Linked DNA regions of Ovis aries: region 2 is linked to region 1. A link is a contact called in public Hi-C data. All regions are on one chromosome and are shown on one strand. Each heading gives the region's core, a stretch centred on a gene start, on an enhancer-like site or on the middle of the called end of the contact. The rest is flanking DNA. Distances are from core to core; before and after follow the strand shown.

What was found. A called contact is a pair of places that touch in the nucleus more often than the background predicts.
Region 2: a Hi-C map of skin fibroblasts shows a contact between it and region 1, with 3 times the contacts expected there. The contact joins the promoter of ASH2L here to the promoter of BRF2 in region 1. A contact is called at or near these places in 2 of 16 Hi-C or Micro-C datasets (blood and skin fibroblasts).

Annotation. Positions count from the first base shown.
Region 1 is chr26:32,199,216-32,203,133 of ARS-UI_Ramb_v3.0, reverse strand. It overlaps BRF2 (BRF2 RNA polymerase III transcription initiation factor subunit), which reads left to right and starts at 1,260. Exons shown (of 4, transcript XM_004021774.6): 1 at 1,260-1,473; 2 at 2,164-2,223; 3 at 3,111-3,432. The coding sequence starts at 1,320.
Region 2 is chr26:32,374,337-32,378,619 of ARS-UI_Ramb_v3.0, reverse strand. ASH2L (ASH2 like, histone lysine methyltransferase complex subunit) reads right to left here and starts at 1,650. Exons shown (of 12, transcript XM_060407144.1): 1 at 1,446-1,650; 2 at 730-796; 3 at 1-33. The coding sequence starts at 1,636.

The sequences.
Region 1 (3,918 bases), core at 11-2,510:
CAATTGGGATTTACTTATGAGAAAACACATCCTCTTTGCTGACACTTATGTTATATTCAAACATGACATACAAAATCTCTCATTTGTGAGCTTGGTTTCTGGAACATTACTAGAGGCACATTTTTGCTTGATTCTTTGATCTATACTATACCATGCCAGGAACTTCGGAGCTAGAATCTTGGAGCATCTTAAAGCTTAAGGTTTTAAAAACATCTCAATTTGCTTAAATTCTTCAGACTGCCAAGGGCCTCACTAACCTCCATAGTTTTTCTCTCCAACTCCCTTAGACATTTCTTGCCTAGTCTCTGGAAGCCTCCCAGGTTGTCACTCTGCAAAGAGAGGAAACAACGTGCTTGTAGGGAAGCTGCTTTGGAAAGAACACAATTTCCTGCTCTCTCAATACACTACTCTCCCTTTTAGGCCACAAATTTTGTACTATGGCCAGAATCAACATTTATTAAGGGTCCGTCTAGTCAAGGCTATGGTTTTTCCTGTGGTCATGTATGGATGTGAGAGTTGGACTGTGAAGAAAGCTGAGCGCTGAAGAATTGATGCTTTTGAACTGTGGTGTTGGAGAAGACTCTTGAGAGTCCCTTGGACTGCAAGGAGATCCAACCAGTCCATTCTAAAGGAGATCAGCCTGGGATTTCTTTGGAAGGAATGATGCTAAAGCTGAAACTCCAGTACTTTGGCCACCTCATGAGAAGAGTTGACTCATTGGAAAAGACTGATGCTGGGAGGGATTGGGGGCAGGAGGAGAAGGGGACGACAGAGGATGAGACGGCTGGATGGCATCACTGACTCGATAGACGTGAGTCCGAGTGAACTCCGGGAGTTGGTGATGGACAGGGAGGCATGGCGTGCTGCAATTCATGGGGTCGCAAAGAGTCGGACACGACTGAGCGACTGAACTGAACTGAATTGAGAAAAAGGAGAGTCGGCGATACCCTTGGCGCTTTAGAAAGAATTGTTTGTGGCTGGCAACAGTTTTTTGTTTGTTACGTGCGTCCACAGCGATAGAAAGCTCACTCAAGAGTAACCCCGAGCCTAGACGGCCAACCTCAAACTAAGTACAGATCGCGGGGAATCCGAAGAGACAGTCCAGACCAGGAACCTCCTTTCCTCGATCACGTTTCTACCCGAGTCCGCAGAGGAACGGACCGGAAGCCGCGGAGAAGGTACCTACAGTACGGCTGTTACGCTGGCCGGAAGAGGAAGGTGCAACCCTACAAGAGTCCGCTCCTACTTCCTGTTTCGGCACAGTTGCTGTTGTGGGCGGTAGGGTCGGTTAGCTGCTTGGGCTCTGGACCGCTTGTGCGATGCCGGGTGGAGGCCGCTGTCCCGATTGCGGCTCCGCTGAGCTAGTGGAAGACTCGCACTATTCCCAGAACCAGCTGGTGTGCTCCGACTGCGGCTGCGTGGTCACCGAGGGCGTTCTTACGACCACCTTCAGTGACGAGGGCAACCTTCGAGGTACCTGTGAGGGCTTTTCGGAGGCCATGGATACAGCCTGGGGCGATGGAGGGATTGACGTCAGATGCTTCTTATCTCTTGCCGTCTCCCTGTCTTGAGCACACTTAGATATGGGAGAAAACAGTGAAAGTGAACGAGTGAACTTCAGATCAGGGGCTGCCATTATCTGTTTTCTTAGCACCATATCTGTTACATGTAGTAAATGAAACAGAGAGAAACAAAGTTCCACTGAATTTACCTAATTTGCCTATTTGGAAGCATTATATCAATAGGTCAGTGTTGTGTGAATGTGGAAACTACTACTACCCCAAAGCAGTTTTGAAAATTAATTGGCAAAAACTTATTTTTCTTTTTTTCATTTGTGTTCAAAGTCCCTGACCAGTGCAGCCCTCAAAATCTACAGGCAGGAAAATTGCCTGAATTGAATGTACAGGAGGGGTGGCTGGAAATTTGGAACACTTGGAACTGCTTTAATGCTAGTCCTAATTTTCTAAAGCTTTCTGTGTATTTGGTACTGCTTGTGGTTATAGAAAACCAGATGGACGTTTTACCTGCAAAGATGAGCACCTTCTGTGAGCTGGGGAGCGGATACCTGATGATTTGGATTCTGCTCCCTGGTTTTGTGTGGTGGGAGGGCAGGGGTCCGTGAATAGAGACTAAACAAGCTATTTTTTGTCCATTGTCTTACAGAAGTAACATATTCTCGAAGCACCGGGGAAAACGAACAAGTTAGTCGAAGCCAGCAACGAGGTGAGAATCAACCTTTTATGACACAGTGGCTTTAAAGAAAATTCTCCTTATGGTCCAGCTCGTCTGCTTGTTTTTTCTGTTTTCAGCATTATTATGTAAAGGTAGAGAAGAAGAGAATGGTAAAAGGATTGAGGTGGTTCTAAGAGAGGTAGCAATTAGGTGGAAGGTTTAAGTCTGCTTGGGTATGTTTGAGGTAGATTCGAGGAACCCAGGTCAAAGCTTGGTCACAAATCAAACCAACTTCCAAAAGATGAGGCACTGAAGTGTTGACTTCTTTCCACAAATGTCTTTGTGCTTTTCAAATGGCCTTACCAAGTGTCACTCTTATCATTGTAGAAAGGTCCATTATTTGTGCATGTGGTATCTGAGGTGAGTTTAACAGAACTTGCTGGGAGCTCCTTTGACTCCTTCACGTATAGTATCATGTCATCTGCAAACATGATATGAAGTGACATTTTTACTTCTTTCTAATTTAGATTCCTTTTAGTTTTCCTCTCTGTTTGCTATGGCTAGACCTTCCAAAGCTATGTTGAATAAAAGTGACGAGTGTGGGCATCTTTGTCTTGTTCTTAATCTTATAGGAAATGCTTTCAGCTTTTCACCATTGAGTATGATGTTGCTGTGAGTTTGTCGTATATGACATTTATTATATGTTGTTCCCTCTAGACCCACATTCTGGAGATATTATTATTATTGTAAATGGATGTTGCATTTTATCAAAAACTTGTTCTGCATCTATTGAAATGATCAGGCTTATTCTCAGTTTGTTCATGTGGTGTATCACACTGATCTTTGCATCCCTGGGATAAACCCCACTCAATCCAGTTGTCTGATCCTGTTAACATATTGTTGGAAATGCCTCTAACTCCTGCCGTGGGTTTTCCTAGGTCTTCGCCGAGTGAGAGACCTCTGTCGAGTGCTGCAGCTGCCACCAACATTTGAGGACATGGCAGTTGCCTACTACCAACAGGCACACCAGCTCGCTGGCATCCGCACAGCCAGGCTGCAGAAGAAGGAGGTGCTGGCTGGTTGCTGCGTCCTAATCACCTGCCGGCAGCGTAACTGGCCCCTGACCATGGGGACCATCTGCACCCTGCTGTATGCAGATCTGGATGTGTTTTCTGGAACCTACATGCAGATAGTGAAGCTCCTGGGGCTGGATGTGCCATCTCTGTGCTTGGTGGATCTAGTAAAGACCTACTGTAGCAGGTACCTGCCTGGGGGAGACACGGGGGTGGCATGGGTTCAGACCCGAATCCTTTTACTTCCAGCTGTCTCTTTTTGAGCAAGTCCATTCTACGAGGATGGACTTCTCCTCCTATGCCTGGCGCTGGTCGGGTGAATCCCATTTTACGTTTCTAGAATGTTGAATCATTTTCAAACCCCTTCGCTGTCATAGCAGCCTGATGCTGTAGGAGGGTTAAGTATCAGCTTTGGCACGGGGCTTCTGGGTTCTACCACTCAGGCCTGCTTGACTAGATGCCACAGCCCTGCCTCAGCAGGATCACGTTGTGTGTGATTAGAGCTGAAAGAGTATGAGCAAACTGACAGAGCTGGAGTTAGAAGGTAATTTTTTTATTTAATAAGTAGCTGTGTTCTTTTCTTTTTGTTCTGACAAATATGGTAGAAAGCAAAGGCAGTCAGTGTCGAATGACCTTGAGTTTGAAGCTTGGTCACTTCTACGCTGGATGACTG
Region 2 (4,283 bases), core at 401-2,900, 180 kb before region 1:
ATCCATCACCTCTGAAGTATCCCCAGCACCTTCCTGTGTCCACAGAACCATCAGAGAATTGTGTCAGTTGATCTGATTGTATTTTTGATTCATTTAAAAAACCAAAAAAAAAAAAAACAAAAACCAAAAACCAAAAAACCCTTTTGCCTGGAATTGCTATCTTCCAGTACTTTGCCAAAATGACCAGTGCAAAGGGGGAGAAGAGGGTACCCCTACATGTTCTCTAGGTCTTTTAGAAAACATAAGAGCTGCTCCTTTGGCCACATACATGCAAATCTACAAGAAAGGTAATCTTGTAGATATCAAAGAAATGGGCACTGTTCAAAAATGAATACCCTGCAGAACAAAACTGGAAGAGTCTACAATGTTACCCAGCATGTTAGCATCATTGTAAACAATCAAGGGCAAGATTCTTGCCAAGAGAATTTCTGTGTGTATTGAGCATATTAAGCACGCTAACAGCTGAGACACCTTCCTGAAATGTATGAAGGAAAAGGATCAGAAAAAGAAGGATGTCAAAGAGAAAAGTACTTGAAATGTACTTGGGATCAACTGAAGCGCCAGCCTGCTTCACCCAGAGAAGCACACTGCGAGAGAACCAAAGCAAAGGAGTCTGAACTGTTGAAGCCCATTGGAAAACAAAAGAACTGAAGGGGTGGGGGGGGGGGACCCTTTAAAAAACCAACCCTATCGACTGTGCAGTAGAAACACTCAAAAAGAAATACTTACAAGTGTATCTTTTCCATTAGAGGATTCTGTCTCCAAGCCACCACTTACATCAACCGAGTTTGCATCACTGTAAAGTAAGGAGAGCACTCATGGAAGAAATTTCAGAAGAAAACCTGAAAACGCCTATTCCCAAAGATGATGATCCAAGTACAGCTGAACGTCACATCCCTACTCTTTTTCAGCCAAGCCAATGCTCAGACAGGATGCTCAGCATTAGGAAGAAGGCGGCCAAGATGAACTCAAGCCCGTGGGGCACAAGGAAACCTTACCGGCCCTTGCAAACAAGTCTACAGAGGACAGAACTGGTCCCTGGGGAGGTTCGCAGAGATGCACCTCTCCCACTCTGTTTTCAGAGGGACACACTCCTTCCAGCCTGGCAATACAAAGTGGTTTCCCTCTCTGGGAATTTTGAAGGGTTCCTGCTAAAAAAGGGGTAGGGGTAGCTACCAGCCCCCTGCCGGAGGAGTTAGGGCTGGGAGGGAGGCCGAGAAACCGGGAAAGGTGTGCAAAGGGGCGTAGCCTGAGATACGATTCAGAGGGGACGGGTCTAGCGGCGGGCGGGACTAAGGCCCCGGTAAAGGCAGGGCGAGCCGTTGGCCGCCAGGCCTAGGTTCGGAGCAGGGCGGGTGGGAGTGCTCACAGGAGCCACGGGATTCCGAGAGGGACAGGCCTCCCGCCCCCCACCCCCGTCTTCCTCGGGCCGCAGGGTGCCTTACCCGCTTTCGGCCTCTCCGGAGCCGGGCTCCGCGGAGGCTGGAGCAGCAGACGTCCCCTCTCCGGCCGGAGCAGCCGCTACGGCTGCTGCCGGCTTCGTCTCCCCTTCTTCTGCTGGTGTTGCATTGGCAGCCGCTGCCGGCCCGGATCCTGCGCTCACTCCCGGTCCTGGTCCGCTTCCCGCCGCCGCCATCACTGCCGCCTTCTAGACTTCTCGCGAGAATACTACCTCCTTCTCGCGCGAGATGCTCGCCGGCTTGCTCACCTTCAAACAGCAAAGGACTCACGGTGGGTCCGCCGTCTGTGTGGGGAAGGCTCTCTCCAAGTCCGCTTTAAGGGCAGGCGGGCGGGCGGAGGTGGGCGGGACCTGGAGGCTGCAGAGCTACAAATGCAGCCCGCGGAACGCGGTCGGGGCTTGTTAGGTTTTTTTCTAGGACGCAGTTCGTATGAAAGTGGACGCAGCGCATTTTCGTGGCCAAGCCTGCAAGTCACCGCGCAGATAAGGCACCCTGAGAGCGCTGGCGGCCTAAAGGCCCTGGACGCTCTGTTGTGTTCTGCAGACGCCTCTCACCGTTAGAGGTGGAACATGCCTTCCCGCCCCAGAAATTTGTTGTCGTATATTGCCCTCCTGATCTGCCACTTTGAGCAGGTTTCCTAGTGACATCTACAGGTGGGCGCCTGGACTGAATCCCAGAGCCCCATCTACGCCGGGGAGGGGACGTGGATGGAGTCTCCAGGCGGAAAAAGTCGAAAGCACTGTGTTCCTGAAACTGCAAGAAGCTTAATACCGTTAAGAGGAGGAAAATGAAGCCTAAGTGTTAAGGTGCTGGAGGACTTATGAATATAGAGAAATTTGGTCCTTAGAGAAAGGGACAGGTAATGGGCCAAAGGTAAGAATTTGAGGAATCAACGACAGTGCAGGTAGGTGAGGTCGTTGGAATGAGCGGAGTCATTCGGAGCCATGCTATCCAAACTCCTGGAAGTATTAGAGCCAGGACATCTTTCAGGAAATCAGTGTTTACATCGTAATTTCTAGAAAGCAGCCTAAAGATACACCTTTCCCCCTATTTTTAACACTTTCACGTCCACTTTTCTACCCCTTTACAAAAGAAAGTCATATGGGGAATCCAGTCTGACTACGCAATGTATTGTCCCAGGCTGTGAAACCTCTGGGACACCACGCACAAGAACGGTTGGGAATAATAGATATTTTGATTTCTAATTTCTTCCCAATTTCTTGCTTTTAACAAAACTGAAGGAATAACTAATTGATAGATACTACTGGCTGATACAGATTATTTTTCAAATTGTTGGTGATACATGCTTCAAATAGGTGAAACTTTAAGAAGAAACAATAATTGCACAAAGTATCTCCCCCTAATATTTATTATAGTGGCAATTTTAATATATAGCCACAAAAATCTCTGATACCTCCTTCCTCCAGCAAGTAGAATTTGAATTATCCAGTCCTTCGAGTGTGTGCAAGGGACTTGGTGCCTTGCTTCTAAAACAGAACGTGGAAAAGGAGAATAGTAGTTTTTACAGTGGGGAAACTGGCAGACACCTCTTTAACCAAGTGGTCAAGGTTAACACCAGTGGGTGAAGTCATGTTATCAGTTATCCCCTGATGTGAGGCAGTGGAGAACTCTACTTCATCTCTGGAAGTCTTTGCAAAAATTCACAACCCCAGACTAATCAAGAGAAAACATCAGCCCAATACAAATTGAGACCTTCTTGAAAATACGTAACCAGTACACCTGAAAACTGTGAACATCATGAAAGACAAGGAAAGACCGAGAAACTCACAGATTGGAGAAGACCAAGGAGACATGACGATTATATGCAAGTAGGATCCTGGATTGTATTCTGGAACTGAAAAGGGACATAGTGGAAAAATTGGTGAAATCTGAATAATAAAGTCTGTAGTTAAATGATAAGTATTATAACAACTTTATTTTGTTCCCTGTACCATGCTTTAAGATACTGACTGTAGGGGAAGCTGGATTATATGGGGGACCTCTTTGAACTATCTTTGCAACTCTAAAATTAATTGAAAATTTAAAAGGTAATTGGTGGGGGCAGAATCCACATTGCAGTGGACTGAGAAATGAGTAGAGGGCTAGAAGTAGACGTGTGCAGACGCATCTTTCCGCTTTTTTCCTGATGCATTTTATTTTTATAAAGAAAAGACCTCAGTTAATACAGCAAAGTGTCCACATCTGTCAGATTTGTTTGTGTGTTACACGATTCCCTGCACTGTCTCAGTGGCTTTGAAATAGTCCCTAAATACATGTTTGGCTCTGAAGGAGAGAGAACAGTTGGATGGAGAGAACAATTTCTGAAAGAAATTCAGAGTTGGGGCAGAGGATAGACTGATGAAACAGCTTTACTCATCAATAGGAAGGGAGAGGTTGAAAATACAGGAGGCTTGGTGGTTGATGGAGCAGCTTTGTAAAGAAAGTGGGTGCAGAGTTAAGTGAACTGACAGAGATGGAGAGGTTATTCTTGATGACAAGGAGGGACTCCATCTCGTGAGACTGGAGGAAAGAAGGGGCAGTGGAATAAGAATGCCATTTCTAATAAGGGGAACAGGAGACCAAGGGAAAATATTGTTGGCTGAGCTCTGAGCCTATACATCTTCTGTGGCTTCCATTTCTGTCTTCCATGCTGTCTTCCAACATACATATAACAGCAAAGATGAATGGAAACATTTGGAGTTTTCAGTTTTGCCTTGTAGATAAAACAGAGCCAGTTTGGGGAACAATCAAAGACGATAGAAAGCAGTTCAGATGATTTAACCATGGCATCTGAGAAAGCAGAGGAACTGGAAAAACGAAGAA